Regions from separate parts of the Mus musculus genome. Here region 1 is linked to region 2. A link is a contact called in public HiChIP or PLAC-seq data. All regions are on one chromosome and are shown on one strand. Each heading gives the region's core, a stretch centred on a gene start, on an enhancer-like site or on the middle of the called end of the contact. The rest is flanking DNA. Distances are from core to core; before and after follow the strand shown.

Region 1 (5,301 bases), core at 915-3,414, 530 kb before region 2:
AATCTTTGATGTGTTATCAGTACAGTTATTGTGCTTTCATTTCTTTTTTTCAAGTTTTAGACCAGGTACAAAGTGACTCTAGTTAAGGATTTCATACATTTCCTATAAATCTTGATAATATCAACAGGCTAATCTAGCTTTTTAAACTACATTGCACAAGGATCTAAAATGGGGAATGCATACACTTTGGCATAGTTGTGATGGTTTAAGAGGTCCTTGCAGTCTGGCCCAAATGTGATTTCATGGTAGGGGAAATAGAGCAGAAAGAGGCTCACCTCTGCTCATTTGGTCAAACACTGAAAGTCAGAGAGTCCAGGTCTTTCCACAATGACGGATGTTTTCATTAGAGTTTTTGTTTATTTTGTTTTTGTTTTTACTCAAGAAAAGTGAGAGGCACTCATTTCAAACAACCTAGGGTTAAAAGATATGCTGCATGTGCTATCAAGAGATTAATTCACTTAATAGTGGCAAACTAAAAACATCATAAAGTATTCCAGCTTGTCACAAAAGAGAAATAGTACCCTTTTGCCCTATAATATATCCATGCCAAAGTCACAAAACTAAACGTTCTGTACTATGTAAGGTGTTTGCATCTTAAGGTTATTTGTAACCTAACTTCAAGCTTTCTGGATGCTTCCTTATTTTGGGGTTTGATAGTATCGAACCAGGAAAATCTCTGAGGAACATATAAATAGCAACCAAATATAATCTTTATAAAGGAAAGACATAGTCTTAGGTTTCTAGCAATATCATTTTAAAACAGGAGTTTTTAAATAGCAACCCTGACAGGGCCCCTCTCCCTTCTTTGACTATTTAAGATTTGGAACACAGATAATAAACTTAGGTTGGAGGAAACCTTACAGTATATAAAACTCTGTGTCTTTTGATTTTCATGATGCTGGAGCTTTGTCAAGGGCACTGTTTTTAAGATCCAGTTTTACCAAATAAAACCAAACTGACTTTAAATAATATTCTCTGCAGTGTTTGGTTTTCCACAATGTAAAGTTTACATTGAATTGGGATTGGGATTTCTTGGACTTTGCAAGTTCCTCTTTAACCCTCCTATCCCTTCATCCCGCCCTACTGTCAAATGGCCTTGCTGCAGTACAGTACAGAAAAGTTGCGGAGTTTGCAATCGGGTATCTAGCTTTCCATCTCTAAGGCTCTCCTGGATGTTCTAGGCCTGCTCCATCGCTTCTCGGCTTAAGTGTAGGGCAGTTTAGAGAGTGAAGAGGTATTTGCTATGCTTCTACTCATTTAAAAAGTTGCCACAATGCAGGTTAATTCCGAAGTGGGCATGAAGGCAATCCAGGGGCCACCGCGTGCGTTACAGGAGCGCACAGCAAGAATGTAGGAATCCCAGGTGAAGGTCTTCCAAGGCTGAGGCGGATTCATTTGCACCCAGCGAGCATCCGTTGGTCTCAGCGCGGCTATCCGTGACTACCAGTGAGGGGGTAAGGGTCACAAGTCTCACGGCAAGCGGTGACAATCTGACAGAACCAGGCCGCCTTGGCTGCCACCCGCAGTCACATAACCCTATTCCCGAAAGGCAACCCAGAATGTCCCCGGCGCTTTAGGCGCATCGAGCACTTTGCCCGTCGGGCCGAGTCCCCCACCTGTTGGCACGCTCCCCCGAGCTAGGCTTTGGACACTGTCCACGGACAGGGAATGTGACAGACGATCATAAATATGCAGGAGAGATGCAGCCAAGACAGCAGAGCCACCGGGTCGGCGCCGGCGGGAGCCACAGAGCTGGAGCCCGGCCCCAGTCGCCGTGCAGCCAAGGCCAGGCGGGTCGCGCCGGCGCACTCCGGCCACCGCACGGGCACAAGGGGCTCCGGCCGCGCGGACAACCACGCCGAGCCCCGCTGCCGCCCACCGTCCCCCACCGCGCGACCCGGCGGCATGGAGCCCGGCGCGGCGCCCCGGTCCGCAGAGCCCGCCGCGCGCCACGGCGACGGCAGGAAGAAGATGGCGGCGGCCGTGGCGGCGGCCACCGCGGCCTCCCACGCGCCGCTGACGCCAATGGCGCGCGCCGGCCGGCGGGCTACGGATGGCGGCTGCCCGGGCGAGGGGCGGGGCGAGGCGGCGAGGGGGCCGGCGGGAGGCGGAGGCCGGGCGGGCGGCTGGAGGGAGGTGGCGGGGACAGTGTGTGGCTCTCGGAACATGGCGGGCGTCTGCGACGCGGCCGCCCCGGGAGAAGGCGGCGGTGGCGGCGCGGACGGCCCCGAGCGGACCGGCCGCGGCGAGGCGGAGCAGCCGGGTGGTGGCGGCCATGGGCCCGCGCCCCAACACACCGAGACGCTGGGCTTCTACGAGAGCGACCGGCGGCGGGAGAAGCGCCGCGGCCGCGCAGGTGAGGCGAGCGAGCGAGCGGGCGGGCGGGCGGCACTAGGCCGCGGCGGGCTACCGAGGGGCCGACCGGGCTGTGGTGGCGGGGACGCCAGCGCCTTCCCTCTGCGCGCGGAGCGGCCGCGGCTCCGGTGGCTCCCATGTCCCCACGGCCGGTGACAGCTACCCCGGCGGCTAGTGCGCGCGGCCCGACGTTCCCGCAGCCATCCCCGAGCCAGGTGCGCCCGGGAGATCGTCGGTCCCCGGTCCCCGAGAGTTCGCGACCGGCCTCAACAGTGACAGGCATCTCCCACATCCGAAGGAGGTCAAAAATGGGAAACGCAGGGCTTTCTAGGCGATGTCAATGCCGAGGTGACTCTTCCCCCTATGGTTTTATGCGAAGTTGAGTCTCGGAAACCTGTTAACTTGCCCGCCGAATCCATTTTTCGTAGACTCAGCTGACAGTGTGGTCGTGACCGTGAAGTTCAGCAGTTTTCTCTCAAACAGAAATGTGCGGCACCCCTTAAAATGTTACATGTGGAGTTTTCCTAAACTAAAACTTAAGCCAGAAGAAACAGTTTGTCACACAAGAAAATACGTACCACTTTTAAGCCCTACTGTCCATAAGCTCTGAAGCATACTGTTAAAATATTACAATCCCCTGTGTTCAAGGATCTTATTAAGAACTTTTAACAGCTTTGGTATTTACACTGAAGCGTTCTATTAAGCCCGGAAGCAAAAGGGAAAGTTTTGGCTTGGCCGTTTCATTGGGTATAATAGTGATTGCATTTTAATTCTTGCATCGTAGATCCAAGATCTTGGACAGCAACTTGATGACATTTCTTCCAACTTATTCTGAGCTAATGCAGTGGAATAAGGTCCTGCAGCTTATATAAATACTCGTTCAAGTTATAAGGTTGACTCCATTCACTATGGGTATTGAAATTATAGGAGTCCTAAAAGTCTGTAAGACTGGTGGATAGATCCTGATAGACTTGCTAATTCTCAGAATTGGACATAGAGTTTTGCATCAGTCTCCATATCTTTGAAAACTCAGGCACCAGCTGTGTGCCTTGTTTGTTTGGTTTTTTTTTTCCCCCTTTATTTTCTATTTGGTTTAGTTGTCAGTTAAACACTTGCTTGCAGGAATGTTTGCTTTCTAAATTGGCAATACCTAAGTAAACCAAAGTCTTCAATCTCTCAGCCGCTTGTTCACTTAGACTTGACTAGGGCAAGCAAATAGATGCGACCAGGTTTCACTACGGTTTCTTTGAAATCTTTTCAAGCTTCAGGAAAGCCTTTATGTTGTTTGCATGAAGAAAGACAATGAAGCTGTGCAGAGCCTTTGGTGAACACAGACCTTGAACTTCTGAAGTGAAGTGCATTTATTCTTCCCTGGTACTAACACAGACCTTGAACTTTTGAAGTAGTGAGCACCCCTGGGCTGAGCTGGATACTTGGACTTGTATAAATTTAACATCATAGCACACACTCATTCATCACAGAGGCAGTGCACTGAGCATCATATACTTAACAGGTTTAAACCTGGATTTTCAACCTGCAGTGGCAGAAAGTCCTTACTAGGGAGCCGGCATGAAGCCGTGGCTATTGGGGTGGCCCTCCTTGTTTCCATCAGTCTTGTATGAGGGAAAAGATAGTGGTTACTCCCGCTTTGGTAGATGGCATTAGGGATCTAGGCAGGCATCCCAGGAACATTTCAGAAGTACCAGCCAGTGGTTTTCCTGTGTGGACTCGGTGTGAACCACCTTCTTCTGACCCCTGGTGTCTGTTCTAAGAGCCAGGAAGCTCTCACTGTTGCTGATGCATGTCTACCTGTGACTGGGTCTGCAGTTGGCCACGGCATCCCCACTCACTTAGAAATCCAGGCGTTCTTTTTGTTCACCCCCAAGTGCTTCTCTCTTCTGCTCTGTTTTCTTTCTTTGCCTCCTTACCAAGAAATAGAAAACGGGTTGTCTGGGCCAGAGGGCACCACCTAGTGTCAGACTGGAAACATCTTTCTCAGTCATTTATGTCACTAAGGTATTAATCGTCCATTCTCTGTAAAGGTTCCTGTGTACTTGCCCTGTCGTCCCCTCTGCAAGCTGGGGCAGTCTGTGCCGTTCCTTTTGGAAGTCATAATCTTAGTGTCTTGATGGCCTTAACCATCACTTAGTTCCAATGTCCCTTTTATCATTTTCCCCAAGGCGTTCAGAGCTCCTTTATAAGACATTTATTGGTGGGTCCTAGCAGTTTAGTATTCTCTTTACATGAGCATAGAGTAAGGTACTTATCCACACTTGGAGTAAAATAAAATGCTGTAGTGTTTAATGTTCATCCTAATTTATCTGCTGAGGAAAATATGTAAATATTTTATATTTATACAGCTATACATACGACATGTATTCATCTATATCAGTTATATTTGCTTTTTGTTTCTTTGCAGACTGCTATCATTTGATCCTCAGCAGCATTTTTTTTAATGCATGAATTGTGTGACAAATACTAGTACTTTCACCTTAACACAGTTAGAGCTGGATGCCGGTTCATCCCGGTGTGTGGTGACTGAGCTGGAACTCTGGGAAGAGTGCTCGCCAAGAACTGCGCTCTCACCGTGCTCTTAACATTACTGCCATGTCACGTTGCATTTTTCGACATAGATCAGATTAAGCAATGCCTGTCATCCGGTTCCTGCGTTTTCCCCTCTTGACTCGTCTGCAGGGTTCTAGGTGAAAGATTCTGCATAGCCATGTATAGCTCTAGCAGTCAATGAGGAGCAAGTCCATGTCGGACTAAGAATACGGAACTCTGTCTTCTTAACTTGGTTCTGTTGTTGAACTTCGTAGACTGCTTGCTTAATCCACTTGGCTCTGCTTCATCGAGCCAGTACTAAATAAGTCTCTAACTTAGTTGTCTTCCTCTCCGTGGAGACCTTGGTGTAAGATAAGCATGACATCTTCCCATGAGCATGAA
Region 2 (5,063 bases), core at 225-2,724:
GAGCCATTAATTCTAAGTATGCATCAATAGTGTGTGTGTTTGCTCATCTAGGAGAACCTTGTAGAACTGACTGGGTAAAAATTGACTGGGCAAAACTCGTATATGCTTTCTTTGAATTCTTGTACAAAGAAACAAGAGTACAACGAATTTTACCACCAAGTGAAGGCTCATATGAGCATGCTTTACCAGAAGTACAAATACAGAAAACTATGTCGACAATAATAACTTCAAGGCCAGACACTCTACTAAACAAATGAGATATTTCCATGCACACACACACACACACACACACACACACACACACACACACACACAGAGATACACACAGAGACGTACACAGACACACACACACAGACACACACAGACACACACACACACAGACACACAGAGACACACACACACACAGACACACACACACAGACACACACACACACATCCACACACACACACACACAGACACACACACAGACACACACACAGACAGACACACACACACAGACACACAGACACACACACAGACACACACACAGACACACACACACAGACATACATACACAGATACGATAAAAGTGTAGAGTTCCTTCCCTTCTTCGTCAGCTGTGGAATAATAACACTCTAATCATGGCTCTCTAATGCCAGAATCTCCTCTTCTGCACATTCCAAGCACATTCCCACCAGGTAAGGGTTTTTTTTTTTTTTTCTCCTTTAAATTGGCTGCAACTTGATTTTGAACTTCAGTGGACTGCAGACACCCTCCAGCCATTGTTGAATAAAGAGGATGTTGCATGCAGAGTGCAACAAGGTTTCACACGATGGACAAAGGCTAACTAAACATTTCTCCTCAGGCTACCATTTCTACAGATGAAGATACAGAGAAACCTGAAGACATACAAGATCAGGGTTCCAATCCAGCATCCCTACCTGAGACATGCAAAAGCATTAAATGTAGAGAGTACTGACCATGCTCCCCAGAGATGATGCAGAGTGGGGGCGTCAGTTCTGTCTTGGGGTTTTACATCATCCATTTAGCCTCATAACTTGCAAATAAACCATTTGTGCTATGCCATCTTGTAATTTTCTAGTTAACACAAATAGCTTCCAAAGCTCTTTCCAGTAAAAGAATTGAGCAACTGGTCTTAAAGCAGTCCCTCCCAACTTTAGTCAGTGACTACTACATTAACAGTCTATTAATCTGGAAAAAAAATGTATGGAAATGAGAGGTGGCAATTAAATTCACATATTCCTATGACCACTCAGATACTCTGCATTAATTAAAAAAAAAAAACTTCAGTGTAGCAAAACATGGATAATTAAATGTCAACCTTAGGTGTGACGGGAGTTTCCTCTCTGGCTGAGTTCTGCCCCACTCTCCCTTCTCCATGGGAGTTTCCAGACTTATAGTCACCCAGGGTGTGGTTCTCAGGCTCCAGCCTGTGTGCTCGGATGAGTAAGCGCCTGTGGTAGAGTGTTGCTCTGCACTCCCAATGTTGCCTGGGGCACTTTTTACCAAGCCTTCCTCTCCCAGCACAGGATGAGCTCACCCTCCAGTAACTGCTGCTGGTCTCTCTACCTTCAGTGCTAAGCTCAGACGTTCAGAATGCCCAAGCCTAACATGTCAGGGAGAAAGAACCCAGGGTCTCCTCTTCTTCCATCTGCTTACATTTCTTAGAGACAGAGAACTGTCATGGAAGAAATGGCAGTGAGTTCTCCCAAGGAGAGAGAGTATTTCCAAGTGTATTTCAAGTTGTGAAGTTGACATGACTCCTCATTCTTTATTTGAAAACTAAAACGCAAGGCTGTAAGAGGAAGCATTGGTGGACGATCTACTGGTATTCTCAGCAGATGCTCAAAGAGATGTCTATACCTATGTATCAACGACAGGATAGAAAATAAGTTTCTACATGGTCCTGAGGAAATAATAACAAAGCTCATTCAAGTGTTATGCCTCAGGCAGATGCCCCGTCTTCTCCTCCAGGTCTTCCTGGAGACCATTCTCACTTTCCCTTTCCAGGGACCATGCCATATCTCCTGGGTTATGGCCTGGGTGGATATAGGATTCCTTTACAACTGACTGTTATTCGTCTTAGTATTGGCAGAGGGAGATGGGGGATGGATATTATCGTTTTCCTCTAGAGCTATGAGCTAGTCCATCAAGGGTCTCTCTCTCTCTCTCTCTCTCTCTCTCTCTCTCTCTCTCTCTCTCTCAGACACACACACACACACACACACACACACACACACACACACCTGTCCCAACATATGCAGAATCAAGCAAAAGGTGAAAAGAATAAGAAGAAAGAGGGAGAGAGAGAAGGAGAGGAATGAGGGAGGGAGGGAAAGAGGGAGGAGGGGGGGAGAGGGACTGAGACTCCTCCAGCCCCTAGCCCATGTCCCAGTCTTTGACTGTGCTTCCTATGCCTCCCCCTGCAGTTTTATAAGTTTTCACTGGGTTTTGCAACAAATACAGACCTTCTATAAAAAAAATTGGGAAGAAGAACAGGAAGGCCAAGTGCTAAGTTTAACCAAGAAAGGAAGATGGACTCCTTGCAATTTCCTCACACTGGCATAGCAGGCAGTCCACTCCCAACACTGTACTGTTAGCCCCTGGCTCCTTTTCTGTCTCCTCAAATGGGCCACAAAGACTAAGGGCAACTTTGGACATGGCACCTGTTGCATTCCAAAAACTAAGTACAATACAGTATATGTCAGACTGCCAGTTAAAGACAGAACAACACAGACGGGCTCGGTGGAAGGAAGCAGCCCAGTGACTACTGAGCTGGTCCCCAGTGACCAGCCCATTGTGCTACTGTCATTGGGAAAACTTCATGTCTCTATTATGTTTTGTTCTACTTGGTATTTTTAAGTTTTAGATTTGGATTGGTCCTCTCCTAAAATATGTTAAATTGCATAGTTTATTTGTAGGTTAAGTGTGTGTTTGTACATCTGTTTTTACTCCTTTGTCATTGGTAACCGCATCTCAATTCAGAAGCTGCACACTATTCTGCTTTTAAGCAACACACATCTATCACTGGAATTGATGGTTTATTGAGTGGTAGTTGATTCCTGTTGGGCCGAGCGAGCATCAGCGTCGGAGCTCTCAGTGTGATCACCAAGAGTCCTTTAAAGGCCCAAAAGATTGCTGACTCCTGATCCAGTAGTGGGACTTTATTTCTATCATCTGATAAAGCAAAGCCAGGGCCCAAGAGAAGCCATTTAGCCCAAGAGATGGCTGAGTCCAAGAGTGGAATAGAAAGACTTTTCTGGATATACCTTGGTACAACATTTTTGCAGTTGTTTGAGGCAGGGTCTCTCTCTGTAGCCCTTGTTGACCTGGAATTAGCTCTGTAGACCAGGCTGGTCTTACATTCACAGAGATCTGCCTGCCTCTGCCTCCTAAGTGCTGGGATTAAAAGAGTGTGCTATCTGCTACCATGCCTAGCTTTCTCCTCTTAAGCTGACTACTTCAGACATTCTGTTAGAGTGCAGGAAAGCTGACAAACACATTCACTGTGTGTATCTATCACATTTTCTTTCTTCATCAATGTGACAGCCAGTGAGATTCTTCCCATCTCACATCCTAATTGCATTCTCTTGGCCAGTTTTTCTCTTGGTGCAATTGACAATCCGATCCCTTGACTTCGGTCCATTTCCACATTAGCTTAGAACTGCTAAGGGGCAGATTCACTGACCCCACAAAGAGCCTTTTTCTATTAGCTATCCAAGTTTTCTAATATTATCCATAATTTAATGCTTCATCATATTACTGTTTCATGCTTAGATGGCTGCCTGGATGAAGAGATAGACTGATGGGTTAGAAGACATATGTATAAGTTCACGCTATCTTGATCACTAATTCTATCATGCATCTTTGTTTTCTGAAAGTAGTTGATAAATCCCCCTGGCTGGGACCTAGGTGTAAACCTGCTTCCAGGATCACCCTTCTGCACAAAGCAGCCGTCATTAACAGCCACCTGTAAAAACTATCTTATAGAAATTTGAAATTCAAAGGGAGGAAGCTCAACGGTCATCTTAGCATTCACAAGGACCCAGCAGGCCACCCACAGTATCATCATTCCTACTTTCTAATGAAGGAGAGACCAGAGAGCAAAGGGATTGCCCAGAGCTGCACAAAAGACAGTATATGTCTGCGCAGTCAAACGGAGAGGAGCCTGTGTCTTCTCTGCTCACCATTCCACTTTACAGAATGGTTGTCATATGCCCATTCTGTTTTATCTAATCAGTTCAGAGATACTACAAACTTGAAATGATGTCTCATGTTTGTCCCTGAGAGCTGGAATGCTGGAAGTTTGGTCCCTGGGGTCTTGTTGCTTATTGACACAGTAGAAATTTAACAGGTGGCTTGATCATGGTGGCACTGTCCTCAGAAGGGATTAATGCTGGTCCCATGGAGTGGACCAGTTCTCAAGAGATGAGTTGTTATAAAGCAGGTCCTGGCACTTTAGTTTGTCTCTATGGCTTTCATTATCATCCCATGAGTTTTCCGATTCATAGTCCCATCCTTGTGATGGCAGCTTCCCTGAGGCTCCCAGCAGAGAGGAGCAGTTGTTGGCACCATGCTCTTGAACCCCCAGGACTGTGAGATAAATAAAATGTCTTTTCTTAATAAATCTCTAAGCCTCAGGTGTTTTCTCATGGCAGCACATATTATCTCATTTAGTCTGCACAGAATCTCTTGGAGGAAGACACTGTTGCTAATCCAACTCAATGGCAAAGAATCAAGACACAGAAAGAGGCCAAGGACCCAGTTCATTGTAGCAGCGGTAAATCAAGGACCCAAATCAGGCAGTTTAGTAGAGAGCTTCAGATGAGTGAGGTAGGGAATGTACAAGGACAGCAAACCTCCCTTAGACCATAAAAGGAGAGAAGAAAGAATAGCTTCTCAGCACAGGTGAGTAGTAAAGAGATAAGAAGGAGCAAAAGAAATGTGAAGATAAGGGCAGACTGAGCTCACTCATATAATTGCTATTTGGGCTCTTGTTTAAGGTGATAACATTAAAAAAAAACTAAGAAGTTATAAACTCAGCTCAAGCTACTCAGTAAGC

The links. HiChIP or PLAC-seq counts read pairs in DNA pulled down with a chosen protein or histone mark.
Region 1: a contact with region 2 is called in a FOXA1 HiChIP or PLAC-seq map of pancreatic cancer cells. The contact joins the promoter of Tapt1 here to the enhancer-like site in region 2. A contact is called at or near these places in 3 of 39 promoter capture datasets (the 3T3-L1 cell line, frontonasal cranial neural crest and hippocampal neurons), 8 of 115 datasets of contacts at active chromatin or transcription factors (the 230-238 cell line, bone marrow-derived macrophages, embryonic limb bud and 4 more) and 1 of 9 other capture datasets (embryonic stem cells).

What each region holds. Positions count from the first base shown.
Region 1 is chr5:44,223,469-44,228,769 of GRCm38.p6, reverse strand. It overlaps Tapt1 (transmembrane anterior posterior transformation 1), which reads left to right and starts at 2,164. Exons shown (of 14, transcript NM_173764.3): 1 at 2,164-2,356. The coding sequence starts at 2,167.
Region 2 is chr5:43,689,107-43,694,169 of GRCm38.p6, reverse strand. The region is part of intron 12 of Cc2d2a (coiled-coil and C2 domain containing 2A); the gene reads right to left. Among named protein-coding and RNA genes, the nearest start is that of Gm35762, 20 kb to the right of the region's middle. Within about 2 kb of position 1,474, at least 81 of the 459 cell types and tissues checked have an H3K27ac peak or open chromatin away from gene starts, as enhancers often do. A contact at or near this core is called in pancreatic cancer cells, where this site is marked.